Linked DNA regions of Danio rerio: region 2 is linked to region 1. A link is a contact called in public Hi-C data. All regions are on one chromosome and are shown on one strand. The core of a region is the stretch at or near the end of the contact, and the rest is flanking DNA. Distances in the headings are between cores, read along the strand shown. Region 1 holds the start of klhl38a (kelch-like family member 38a). Region 2 has its middle 16 kb from the start of trib1.

Region 1 (6,734 bases), core at 2,644-5,143:
TTTGTCTGTCTGTATGCTTGATTTTATGCATCTGTTCCCAATGTGTGTAGCTGAAATAGTAAAGCCTGTTAATTAGAAGCAGGTGTCCACATACTTTTAGTGTACATGGTACATCAAGCATTTCATGATTCATTAGGTTTGTTTTTGGCCTTCGTTAATTACATAGAAGTGACCACATGCCATAGCTCTCCGGGAATGCTCTCTTCACTTGACCAATTACTTCATCAAACAGTCACGTCATGTCCATATGCTTGTAGATTTAACACCGGCTAAAAGATTGTCACATCTCCTGGATTCCAATTAAATTCAGGCTAACAAGGAGCCATTGACTAAAATCTGCCAGCTCAAGACGTTCTGGGAGAGGGAGATCATGATGAGCAACATCTGTCTGAAGATTTTTGGGTCACAGTTCTTCAGGGACAGCTGTGCATTGCATAAGTCTGCCGTTTTGCTCTGAGGTCCTAGGCACAATCCCTGAGGTCCACTGTGACACTTGTGATTGCCAGCTCAAATCTCGTTTGATTTACGACGGCACAGATGCTGGCGAGCACCAGCAGCATACCATCAAAGCCACAGATGAAATGTACTCAACCCACAAATGAATTTGAGCTACCTCAGATGGTTTCCAGTCTCAGCTGTGGCCCCATATTTCTCATATTCCTTAATGAGCAAGGGAGCGAACGGGACGCCCAAGCAAGAGATTTTTTGCAGTCATGGTGGGTTGGGGCGGTTGGAGACGCAGATCAGCGGTAGCGAACCGTGATCAAACAGTTTATATGGTAAAGACCCTTTGGAAGTCCAGACGTCGGTTTTAGGGTCATAGCACTCAAAACAGTCAGAGTCCTCAATGACATCATGACTGTTGAGAAAACGACCTCCGGTCACGTAGAGTTTGTTGTTGATGACTGTGGCTGCGTGGTGCATCCGTCTCTCCTTCATGTTCGTGCACTTCACAAATTTGTTTGCTTTGGTGTCATAGGCGATCACTCTTCTTGTGTATCCTGAAAAGTTTAATACAACATCTCAGCGTTTTTCAAATCCTCATACCAGCCTTAATCATCCAGTCACTTAAATGATTCACTCATACTGTTGCTTGGTCTAATCTTTCAAGTAGGTATCACTGCAGCCAGGAGACCTCCAAGTCAGAGGGACTACACTGCAAGTAGGTTGGGTGACCTCCAAAGTGGGAGGGACTTACTCCACAAGTAGTTTGGGTTTAGGTGGTGTAGGTGGAGTAGACAATAATACACCATGTTAGGGCCTACTCACAGTATGTACAGTTAGCTTGAACTGGGACGAAGCACGCTTGTCCCCCCTCCCGTCTCCCGTACGAAAGTTTGTGTTCATTGAATTTTAAGTATGATTAATAAATCCACATAAAACAGCGTAAAAGTCATATCTTGTCTTCTGTTTCGGGCTCAGGCGCACTTTGCACTCACACTACAAGCGTACTGCGCTTGAGCCCAAGTAAACCGCACTCTGGCACACCTCTTCAAACATGAGATAGAGCCGGACAAGTGAACCGTGCCTAAGTCCGATTCAGATCACTCACAGTTCTCAAACAATTCAGGAATTGGGCCTGGGCACGGTTCGGCTATCATAGTGCGAGTATGCCCTTACTGTGGGGTTATGTTTAGGGTTGGGGTAGGTGTAGACATTAATAAAACACAACAGGTTACTGTGCAGTTGGGGTAGGTGTAAGCATTCATAAAGCACAATATTGGAGTCAATATTTTTAAATAAAAATTCTAGGTTTGTACCACCCACTTGGAGTTCAAGTCCTACCTACTTGGAGCTGGCTCTGACCTGTTTATATTAGGGGTGTCCAAACTTGGTCCTTAAGGGCCTGTGTCCTGAAAAGTTGAGTTCCAACCCTATCAGACACACCTAGGCTGGCTAATCAAGCTCTTACTATGCTTTCTAAAAACATTCATGCAGGTGTGTTGAGGCAAGTTAGAGCTAAAATCTGCAGGACACCGGCCCTCCAGGACAGAGTTTGGACACCCTTGGTTTAAACCCTTCTCTAAACTTTAGCAGTTCATTTACATGCCTAAATGTATTAAGTTGCTGCCGTGTGATTGGTTGACCTGACATTTATATTAACAAGCAGTCTATACCAGGGGTGTTCAGTCCTGTTCCTGGAGGACCACTGTCCTGCAGAGTTTACCTCATATCTTATTTAAACCCATCTGTATCACCTAATCAAGTTGTTTAGACTCACAAGAAACTTCAGCATGTTTGGTTGGATATAAATTCTGCAAGACAATGACCTTCAGGAGGTTTTTGACACCCCTGGTTTACATCTTTCAGATTTCAGAGCTGATCAAAACCAGTAACTCATATTTTACTCACCACCAACAATATAAATCTTGTCTTCTATCACAGCAGCAGGTGCACAAACATTCTTCACCGTCCTGGTTTCCAGTCTAGACCACAAGTTGCGGGAAATGTGATAAACCTTGGTGAGGAACGAGAGGGGTTTGTCATGTGGGATCACAACTTGAGCGAATCACAAGTGATCTTTTCTGAATGACTGACCTGTATTAATCTCACTGGATTCTGCAAGGCATCTTCGCCACCAAACACGTAAATCCTCTGATCATTGGCTGCTACCGCAGGATGTAAGACTGCTGTGGGCATTGGTGCCATGACCTCCCATTGATTGAACATGCTGTTGTAGCGCTCCACTGTATTTGATATCTGCTTATCTTGCCCGATTCCACCAAGAGCGAAGATAAAGTGAAGGTAGGAGACACACTGATGGGCATACCGTGGCTCCAGCATTGGTTCGGCAGTCCTCCATTGGTTGGTCTTCAATGAGAGGGTATACACTGTGGCACTAACTGCACTATCTCCAGATACCAAACTAAGACTGAGGCCTCCCACCACATACAGAATGCTGTGAATACAAACATACGCCGCCTTGTAAAGTCTCAAAGGTAGCTTAGCAAGCCACTGCCACCGTTGAGTTCGTTCGTCATAGAGAAGTGCCTCTCGAGAAGTCTGTTCATTGTTTTTGCGACCTCCAACCACAACCAGAGTCTCTCGGCATGTATAACGACGTGGTGTGGTCCATAGAGGCTTCAGTTCTTTGGTACATTTGGCACTAACAGAAAACATAAGACGTCGGACAGACTCGATGATCTCGGTGCAGAGCGTAGATGACTGGACAAGTGGATCATTGGCGATAAACTGGAAGAGGTACGTTGGGTGGATGAACCTCAACCGGACCTTCTTAAAGAGGTCATGTATGGCTCCTCTGCGGGAGAAGGGGTCATGATGGATCCAAGCAAGCAATGTCTCGAAAACTTGCTCTTCCTCAGCGCACAGTCGGTCGTCCTCTAGGTAGCACATTAGCTCGGGAAGGGTAAGTTCGCAGAAGTCCTCAGAAGCAGCTACATCTGAGAAACAGCGCACGGCCATTTCTTTGGCTCTCTCCTTAAGGGTTTCGCAATGAAGGATCTCTGAGAGCCGGATCATGCTCAAGCAGTTTTCTGGATTAAGCTGCTCCTGCAGAAAAGTCGAGCAAGCCTCAAAGAGTCTCCCATACTGCAGCATAGAGGCCGCCTGCATTAGAGGCAGCACAAGCTCCATAGTTATGGTGATGGAACCAGTATAAATGTAATCCACAACACATTCGATGACTTCTGATGCAATCCCCTTTAGGTCCACTCTGGCTTGGCTGCTCTCCCGAAAGTTGCTGCAGAACATGGCTCTAAAATACGGGCTGCTGGAAACTAAGACGTTTCTGTGACATGGTATCTCCTTGTCTTCTGTGCACAAAATCACATCAGTAAAAATCTGCTCCTGTCTAAGTATGTTCAGCTGAAACAGGAGCTGTGTGGAGAGTTCTTGGTCCTTGAATGGAAAGACCTCTGTTGATGTACTAGCCATGCTGCAAAAGGAAAGAACTCAGAGTTTAATCAACATTCAATAAGACATTACAGTTTACTGTTGTTCTCCCTTCCTTTAAGGTCCCTTTTTGCTGCCTTGCCTCACATGATTCAGTTCTTACACCACACCTTTCTATTTCAGTGTCTCTTAAATCATTTTAATGCATGCATGTGTAGAACTTGGCTACATTTCCTGATCAAAGCTAAGTTTATCAACGCCGTTGTATCACTTGCCAGCTGTTTCTGATCCCCTCGGTAGGTTTGCCCTTGACAGTCTAACCGTTTAGACAGAGACCTTTCATTGGGCTATTATCAACACTAAGTCGTCTAATCACCCCAGAGACAGCTACTGATTTTATTTCACTCCAGATCACATGGCCCCTGTCTGATGTCTATTTTAGGATGCTAATTGTTTTTTTTTTATACTTAATATTAATCACCTTTCTGAGATGCCACAACAAGGACTCAAAGTATTCCCTAAAGAAAAAAAAAAGACTATATCATATTTCTGTGGGACTTAAAAAACATCGCTTCAAAATAGACCCCAAACTCTGAGTAATAATAACTACCATAAGAAAATCGATGCTAACAACATAGCTAGAACTACCTAATGCTACTATTATTGTTTTATTACATTACTAGGACATAGAAGAGGACATTTACAACTTTTTAGATGAAAGTTTTTTTTTTTTTTTTTATCAGATTTTACAATTTCTGCAATAAAGCATTTCATTAATGTAATCTTGTTTCTTATTTTTAAAAAAAAGGTTGCTCGGGACCTCACCTGCTTGTTCTTCACGCTCAAGTTCCAAAGAGAATCAGGCACAGTTCAGCAGGATAAAAGCAAATACATTTCTCCAAAGTTTCTCTTTCAAAGTCGGCACAGTCCAAAGTTACGTGGAGACAGACACGAGGTCTCAAGTTTGGAGTTTGCCATGAGGTCGCTGTGTACATTCCAGTTACCTAGAACAGTCTGCTGCTGTCGTTCGGGTCTCACATGTGACCCTCCCCTTGTTTGTTCCCACAGCGGTGGTCTGTGCACCATGCTTTTTGTGTGTTTACTATGGCAGGAACAGAGAACCCAGCTTATCCGGAGGACAGAGGAAGGGGTCGAGGGCTTGTGCACACCCCGTGGTGGGCTTGTGTAACCCAGGAAGCTGGTAAATATAGTACAGTGCTGATGGCTAGGATGAGTGTGGCGAACAGCTGAATCGTTAGGCCTGGTTACCTTGGTTTGCCATTCAGTTGAGAAAATAAGGAGAAGGACAGGTTGTGATTTAACTGCCAGCTATTAAGATGGACATTCACAAACATCTTTAACCATCATAATGCATTCAAATCCGTTTGGACCTAATGAATTTATAAATTGGACTTTGATGAATTTAAGGTTTCTCAACAAAATTCAAATTGTACACTGGAAAAAAAAACATATTTTTGCCACCTAATGGTGCTCCATACATAGCCAAAGCCCAAAATGTCCTCAATGTAATATAGTTATATAAAAATAAGGTCTGGGAACATTCTCATTCCATTCATTCTGGAAACAATGTACTATATAAGCAATATCACATGAGCAGCAGGCTATTCCAGAGTTTGGCAGCCATAAATGAGAAGGCTCGACCTCTTTTTACATGACTTTGCTATTCTAGGTATTGCTAGAAGCCCTGAGTTTTGAGATCTTAAAGAGCGAGTTGGATTGTAGCGAAACAGAGGGTTGGTTAGATAAACAGGAGCTAGTTTATTAAAGCTTTATAGGTAAGAAGGAATATTTTAAATTCAATACGAAACTTAACAGACAGCCAGTGTAAGGAGGATAAAATTATAAAATTGAGTAAAAGTTAATTCTACTCATTTGAAAAGAGTTTTGAACTCAGCGTTGAAGGTAATGAGTTAATTAAATACCTCATTACCTCAGCTTAAGTGGAGTAAGTTCACAGTACTCATATAGATTAGTTTGTTTTACTCAAATGGTTTGTCGCAATCAGTTTCCTCAAACGGTTTGAGTTGCCTTAACTTACTGGGTTTTACAGTACTCAGTTGGTTTGAGTTCTCTTCATTTATTGGGTTTTACTGTGCTCAAATTGCTTGATTTACTCAAATGGATTAAGTTCACAGTACTCATTAGGATTAGTTTTTGATTAATCGGCTTCCTCAAATGGTTTAAGTCACCTTAACTTTTTGAGTTTTACTGTGTAGATTTAAATTGCATATTTTTATATGGAAGTTTCCTGATGGTCTTTGTTAAGACTTGACAATAAATAACTCTTGCTAAATTGTTATTTTGTATCAATTTTCCCAATGTTTGATGTTCCTTATTGTAAATATGATGCTTTTAAGAAAGATTTTGGTAAAACTTTTTATAATTTGTTAAATTCTTTATTCTTGGTTGCTGCTGTTTGTTATATTTATAGCGTTTTATCATTTTATGTACTCTCACTTGATTTATGCTAGAGTAAGAAACTGTAAAAATATATAAAAATAAGCTGAAAATGCAACATCTGTCTCTCAGCATGTCTTCGCATTCCTCCAATTGCAGATGTCTAAAAAGGAATCAATTATGTTTATGAAATTATGCTAATGTATACGAAGATCATAGCAAATAAAAAAAAAAGATTGTGAAAACATGCAAATGATCAAAAGACCTCTCTGATGAACTGAAAGCTTGACACTGGCACAGATGCTCCTTATAGCCCTATCATCAGCTGCACGCTGGGAGAAGATGAATTACCATCATGTTGAGATTGCTAGAGTAGGAAAGAAAAACAAACATGCATCTAGGCAGATTATATGACAGTCTTGGAATGCCGTGGAGTCTGGAATGTCAGCAAGGGAGCGTCATCT
Region 2 (7,757 bases), core at 3,474-5,973, 110 kb after region 1:
AACCATAAATGGGCTCTAAATGGCTGCGCTTGTATTTGTAAAATAGACGGGGTCTGCCTTTTGTTGATGGTTTCACTTTTATTTAAAGCTTTAGCATTCATGCAGCTGCTTATTCTTAGAGAGTTTCGAAGAAAGAATTGCAAACCACAGCTAAATGTCTACACATTTGACTACATTAGAAATTCTGTGGATGAATAAGTATTGTGCACAACTTCGATGAAACATTTTGAGGAACACTTTTGCATGTTGAGATGTAAATAATATCTGTGTGTGCTGGCGCTCACTCCTTACGTGCACATGCGTCAAGCAACTAATGCAGAGCTTGAAGGTAAAAAAAACAGCAGTTAATCATAATCATTTTATCGATTTTTTTTCCCCCAGTTGGCATTAAGAAGGAACATAAAAACGTTATCTGACAAACAACTAGCAGCTAAATGTGTCTGGAAAAATATTCGAATGCTTTTATTTTGATAAGCTGTGGATGTGAATGCGTCTGAATATTCTGATTTTCTACAGCAGACGTCTCAGGTCAGCACTCTCTAAACGTTAACACACTCTTTACAGGAATTTTCCTTCTGTGTTCACACAGAGCAGCATTCTGGCAAATAACCATTAACTTCTTTCTCCGAAAAATTGCAGAAACCAGTTTACCGGTATTTTCAAAAAGGGCCTGTTCACACAAGATCCCCTTCTGGAAAATTGCCCATCATTTTCCGGAAAGGTCTGTATGTGTGTGTTACCAGGACTGGGGTGGAGTGACAGGAGACCACAGGAGGTAGGATCCAATATGCAGTTTATTCAAAAGTCAGGCAAGCAATGGTCATCAGGTGCAAACAGGTATATAAAGGCAGTCCAGAATCGTAAACATTCAAACAGGCAAATGGTCAAAAGGCAGGCGGCTAAACAGGATAACTGGGAAACGAGGGTAGGGTCTAAACACAGAGAAACAAGACAGGGAACCGCGTTGTAATGTACACAGGGAAACAAGACTCGGCAAACTGGTAGCGTGAGAGAGTGGCTTATGAATGGGATGTAATCAGTCTGTGAACAAGGCTCAGCTGGTGATGCAATCAGGATACATGAGTGAGCAGGCGTGCGTGTTTGGGAGCAGTGCATGTATGAAAATGTAGTCCTGGGAAATGTGGAAATGTAGTTCTGAGTTCGTGTGAGAACCAGCGATCCTCTGGGGAGCGATCGCTGGTTGTGACAGTGTGAAAGAGACTAATGATTGATTGGATGTTTTGGGGATGATTTTGGTTCCTTTTTTGGACTTTAAATGTCTGTCTATGGAGGATGAGAGAGCTCTCGGATTTCATCTAAAATATCATAATTTGTGTTTCTAAGATGAACAAAAGGCCATAGGAGGATGGAACGGCATGAATTTTCATTTTTCTCATAATCCTAAAAAAATGCTGTTATTAAAAACATTCTCTTTTAATCTAAAATCAGTCACGCTGGGGTTGGAAAACAGGCTCAACATGTAGTTTCTCTGTTCTCTTTTCAGCGTTACAATCCCAGTGGTGTGCATGATTTCCAGTCGCTCTATTAACAGATGTGAAGGCTGATGAATGAGCGAGCAAAAATGAACATGACATTTAGCGGGAGATGTAATAAAATGATGAGTGTGACTCAAACGTCATCTGTCTGGGCGCTAGCGAAATTATGGCTGCTCTGAAAGTTTCACTTCCACCAGGAGGGTAATGATATAAGCGAGCCAACAGAGCTCTGTCAAACCCGTGATCTCATTGAGGGAGAACAAGCCTGTACAGCAGCTCACATTCGCAGCACTGTAAGATTATTAAAAGATTAGCTCCCTCTCAGATTTGTTGCAAAATTCCCTATGTTATTTGTCACTCGCAGGAGACAAAAAGCCTTTTGAAATATTAGAGACGCTGAATCATATTTTGTATGAAGCAGAAAAGCATAAATGCTGAGGAAAGGGTAGATAAGGACATAAAAATAGATTTTAAGCTAATTTAATACGCTGTCAGTGAGTTTTCCAATCATTTGGTAATTAATAGCTAAGCGCTTATAGCATGTTTAGGCCATTTCTAGTATATGCCAACTGGCCACTTTATTAGGTACACCTGTCCAACTGGTCGTTAACGTAAATTTCTAATCAGCCAATGACATGGCAGCAACTCAATGCATTTAGGCATGTAGACATGGTCAAGACGATCTGCTGCAGTTCAAGCCGAGCATCAGAATGAGGACCAAAGGTGACTTTGAATGTGGAATGGTTGTTGGTGCTAGATGAGTACGTACTTCTGAAACTGCTAATCTGTAAGGATCCATCCTGCCTTGTATCAACGGTTCAGGCTGGTGGTGTAATGGTGTGGGAGATATTTTCTTGGCACACTTTGGGCCCATTAGAGTATGGTGTCAACGCCACAGCCTACCTGAATATTGTTGCTGATCACATCCCACCACAATGTGGCTACCCATCTTCTGATAGCTACTTCCAGCAGGATAACGCGCCGTGTCATAAAGCACAATTTCTCTCAGACTGATTTCTTGAACATGACTATGAGTTCACTGTACTCAAATGGCCTCCACAGTCACCAGATCTCAATCCAATAGAGCAACTTTTAGATGTGGTGGAATAGGAGATTCACATTATGGAAGTGCATCTGACAAATCTGCAGCAACTGCGTGATGCTATCATGTCAATATGGACCAAAATCTCAGAGGAATATTTATAGTACCTTATTGAATCTATGCCATGAAACATTACGGCAATTCTGAATGCAAAAGAGGTTCCAAACAGTACTAGTAAGGTGTACCTAATAAAGTGGCCGATGAGTGTTGATTTAGACAGAAGCTTCATTTGTTGTTGTTTCTGCCAATGTAAGCTAAAATAAAGCCATTCTGTAAACACTAAAAAGCAAATTAATCTGCAAATGTAGTTGAGTTTTTGAGTATTTATATAATTTGAATAATTTTTTACTGTAAGTGATGACATGTTGACCATTTGTTTCTTGAAGGCTCATCCTGATTCTGCCAAGAATCAACTGCCAACTGTTTCTTGAAGGCAGTTGAATGTGCACCTATCAAATAATTCTTTAAAAATCAAAAGAAAATCCTCAAAGAAATTGTGATGGTTTTAAAGGCAAATGTATTAGTTTTAATGAAAATTGGTAATTGTTTTGTTTCCTTGTATTTGTAGCATGTTTAAGACACTAAATACTATTGGAGTATTTCCCTAAAACTTGCAAAATGTAATGTTTTAATGGTTAACTTTTAGTCGTGTTTATGTTGGAAACTATTAAAACTTCTGTGATGGTTCGGTTATTTTTTGTCTGAAAGCATAGATCACCCTTTCTGAAAATGCTTTATCAGAAAGTATTAATAGACTCATGTTCATATGTAGTCTTCTTTACTGCAATACTATTAATTAAAATTGAAGCCTTTATACACAGAAATCTCAGATGGATAGGAAGTGATTTGTTTATAGTTATAATACATTATAATACATTTTTTATTTTATTTTTTATTTTTTTTGTGGTCGGCACAGATGCCTCACAGCAAAAAGGTGACCATTAAAACATTATAAACCATCAACACAAGTTAAAAAACCTCAATTAATAAGCTAAATTTAAATGCTATACTGTGTTGGGACATGTAGGATTTAGTGGTTTTAACATGCCAAAAAGAAGGCAACACATTGCCAAAAAAAAAAAAAAAGACCATCATTATGATGTCCAGTAAAACTTGTACAATTTCCATTATAACCCTTAAATGGTTAGGCTACAGATTCGTTGATGGTAGTTTTTGCGTATTTGTAACTAAGACTAAATTTACCAATTATATTAATATTTTGTTGTATTTTAATAACATTTAAATCTAATCTAATGCTACAATATGAGTGTAAACCATATGAGTAAACGCAGTCAAAACTTTTTTGAGGGCGCATATAAGGCCTTCTCTCTGGATTCGAAGTATGCACTCATGTTGTCGAGCACTTTCTAAGACCAAGAAGTAGGCTACTGCCCCGCCCTCACCTGTCAATTAACCATTGAGCTAAACCAGACATGGCGGTTTAATTAACCGCATGATTACAGTTTAGAGAAGGCAACATATTTTCTAAGACACAGGACTTCAGTATGTTTAATGTGATGTGAGCATGAGGTGACAGAGACCATCTGAATCACGTTTAAACCTCAGGTAGGCTGGCTTAAATAGCAGAGTTTTGTACGTTTTAAGTAAATGTTTGTGACTAAAGTTTTGTAAGTTTCAAAATGGTGGGGTTAGCTTCACAAGTTTGATTCAAACCTTTAACCCCCATAAAAAACACTAACTAAAGCTGACAATATATCAATTTAAATAGTAAATCTTCGTGTTGTGTGGGTGAATGTTTTGGATTCGTGGATATATGAAACAGACCGTGAAACAGATGCTTGCACTTAGCACGGAGAACTATCAAACCATCTGTTCAACAGGCCTGAGGCTGACAACAACCATAAGCTTTTGCTGAAATACTGGCCTCTGGTGGTGTACTGATGTCATGTGTGCTTAGAACTGCACGTTTTATCTGTGCATTTTTGCATATTTGGAAAGTTTATCTAATCCATTCTCTGGAAAGTTTATTTAATCCATTCTTGAATTGTTTTCTAAACTATTTTGATTTTTTATTCTATTAAAATTCTGTTCATAATTTTTCACGATTTCAATTATCATTAATATTTGTAAAACGTATATTTGTAGTACCTAACATCTCCACACGAGTGTGACAAAACACTGATAATGAAGTATGAATGTTTGTAAATATGAATGAATTCTGCCGCTGGACATTAAAAAGTTTTTAAAAGTTGCAGTTCTACAGTTTAAGACTTTAAATGAGAGCAGAAATTGTTAAATTCATAAAGTCGTGGCATTACAGTTTTTCTCAGTTGCTTTGGTGCATTTCTCACAACACTATTTACATTTGCACAACAGTTAATGCATTTCTCAAAACAATTAGTACAAACTGCAAAACCCAGTTGATAATTTGCAAAAGCGTGGCACAACTTCTCAAAATGGATAGCAAGTATTGACATCAATGAAAGTGTTGGTGTCATCAAGATGAAAAGTCCTGACACCATTGTTTATGAACAAGATGGTTTTGTCATGTTTTTATTATGACAGTTTATTCTGCACATTTTTCCAATGCAAAAAAATCAGATGTTGGTGACACTTCCTGAAAATGCTCAAGACAGCACTGTATACTATTTGCACAGCCATTCGAAAACCACAGTAAAGTTAGCCATCAATGCATTTAGTGAGGTATCTGAGTACAGGACACTGAATATGTGTGTTTCACATTTTTACTGCATATGCTCTTTACAATTCTAATTTATTCACAGCATTGTGCAAAAGAATAAATACACCCTTATTTACGACAAACATAAACTTCCTTTAGGTAGAGCAGTGCACAACTGTACACATAATTGCAGTACATCTTGGAACTGAACCTACAATATTCAAAGGTCTGTAAATCATTCATGAAATTGTTCGATGTAAAAGACATTTTCAGGAAAAAAAATATACATTAAAAAAAATTAGCTTGACAGATTTTGACAACTAGTTCAACATTTTTGTATGTAATGAAATGAGGACTATTAGTTTTATATGGAATGACTATTCAGCATTCACAAGTTTAGTTAATTTTGACTGACATGGCATAAGCAAATGATAATGTTATAAACAGCAGAGAGTTGTATGAAAGCAATTAATGCATGTCCAAATGCATTTGCAATTTGTTGGAAGGACTGAGAAACTGCTACTAGGATGTGCACAAAAGACTAATTGTATTGAGAAATGCATTAACTGTTGTGCAAATGTAAAACGTGTTGTGGGAAATGCACCAAAGCGACTGAGAAAAACTGTAAATTTAACATCCCCTGCAAAAAGGTTAACACCTTCCTCAGTAAAGTTGTCTCTGAATATTTCTAAACATCCTTAAGTAAGATTTACCTGAGATACAAAGTAAAGAAATAACATTTTCTTTTACATCAATGAGAACAGCATGTCGATTTAAACAAACAAAAACCTCTGTCAATACTGTATGAAATTACTTATTTGTTTAATTTTGAAATACATTTTTAGTCTAGATTGTTCTGTTTTAATCAAACTCATTTTATCGTGGTAAATTTCACAGAAAACAAGACTTTTTATATCACATTCTCGTGTAATTTTGTAAATTTCTAATAAACATATCATAATATTTACTTTACTTTTGGTACTTTTTTGCTTTATAAAGGTTTATTAAATTCAATTTCACCTCATAAATGAACATTTAAAGAACACATTGATGTATTGTGTTCCATAAATAATAAGACCTTCAGAAACGTTTTTGGGAATGTGCATTAAGTCTTTGTCATTGTCTTAATTGTCTCAAGTCTTAAGTCATTGTTGCTTTTGCTTTATAATTTACTGAACACGATCAAGCCTTTTGCTTTAACTCAAGTCGGATTTGAAAGACTTTGTAAAGTTGTTTCGAATGTTAACTCTCCAGATTTATGCAATAATACATAAACAATTGGATTAGTTTCACTCTTTGATCACCAGCTCTTTTTATTTCTGCACAGAACTCTAGAATCTGACATTAATAACAGCAAACTGTCTTTAAACCAGTACTGTCGGTAAACTAAATACATCGCAAATGGCTCCGGGGGTGCTCTTGTAAATCTTCAAATCAAGTCTCTATAGACAGTTCAGTCCTGCCACTGATAGCTGACGGCATTACCATCACTTCAGGCGGATTAATAGTCCATGCATTTGACACGTTGTGACGCAGGTTGTTACAGAGCCACTTTACACCCCTTTATCTATCACCACGTCAAAAGCCTGACTGCATATCAAAACTAAGCCGCTAACAGGCCCTTAAATGTGACCTTATCCCATCACATCATCTTTTGATTCCGAGACAACTTCATGCACTCTGTAGTGACTCATAATGTCACTAGTGTCAAGATAATATGAGTAGTGCACGAACAGTGGCACTTTTTATAAGAGCGTCACCCAAGGCCGGCTCCGACATGTTTGGCAATTGCTTCCATGGCGTGCAACGCTCTTTGGCAGTAGCCCAACAACAGAGACGCTCCAGCGACTCTGTTGATACCCAATCAGGCCCTTACGCAAGATAGTGTGATGTCATAGTGGAGGGGGCGGAACTACCTGACTCTCAGGTCAAACTGCTCATTAAGCTTTCTCTTTCATTCTGGCCTGAATTCAGCACTCTAGGACAGAGGTTGAGTTGAAAAGTAAGCACACAGAAAAAGGGGATGTTATGAAATAATATTATAGAATACACACACAAAAAAAAATGTTTTTGCTATTTGTTCAAATTACTTACTTAAAATGAGCTGAATCAACACAATTCTTGAGTTTTTTTTTTTGGTGGACAAGTCAAGTTTATTGTTTTATTTTCAATCCACTTAAATTCATAAAAACAGTTAAGTTAACTTAACCTTTGGGACAACATGAAGGAATTGTGTTGGAACCCAACATTTTTAAAAAATGTATACTTCACCCACTTAAATACATGTTTGTGTAACTTCATAATTGCAACATTTTCTTCAAAATGTGGGTAAAGTATTGCTGAAAAAAAATGTTAAAAGTTTCACTAAAATGAAAACCAAAACAGAAAATAAAAACAAAAACTAATTCAGTTTATTTATAAAAATGATAACATTAACTTACTGATAGCAAAAACACCATTGATTTGTATTACTTATACAATTTAATGCATGTAAAATATACAAGCTTTAAATATAACA

Evidence for each region. A called contact is a pair of places that touch in the nucleus more often than the background predicts.
Region 2: a Hi-C map of an unstated tissue shows a contact between it and region 1, with 3 times the contacts expected there. The contact joins the enhancer-like site here to the promoter of klhl38a in region 1. A contact is called at or near these places in 4 of 18 Hi-C or Micro-C datasets (embryo, hematopoietic stem cells and an unstated tissue).

The regions. Positions count from the first base shown.
Region 1 is chr19:35,546,472-35,553,205 of GRCz12tu, forward strand. klhl38a (kelch-like family member 38a) reads right to left here and starts at 3,894. Exons shown (of 3, transcript NM_001044885.1): 1 at 2,539-3,894; 2 at 2,353-2,458; 3 at 712-1,001. The coding sequence starts at 3,894. The coding sequence ends at 712.
Region 2 is chr19:35,655,323-35,663,079 of GRCz12tu, forward strand. No RefSeq gene overlaps it. Among named protein-coding and RNA genes, the nearest start is that of trib1, 16 kb to the right of the region's middle. Within about 2 kb of position 4,724, at least 14 of the 62 cell types and tissues checked have an H3K27ac peak or open chromatin away from gene starts, as enhancers often do.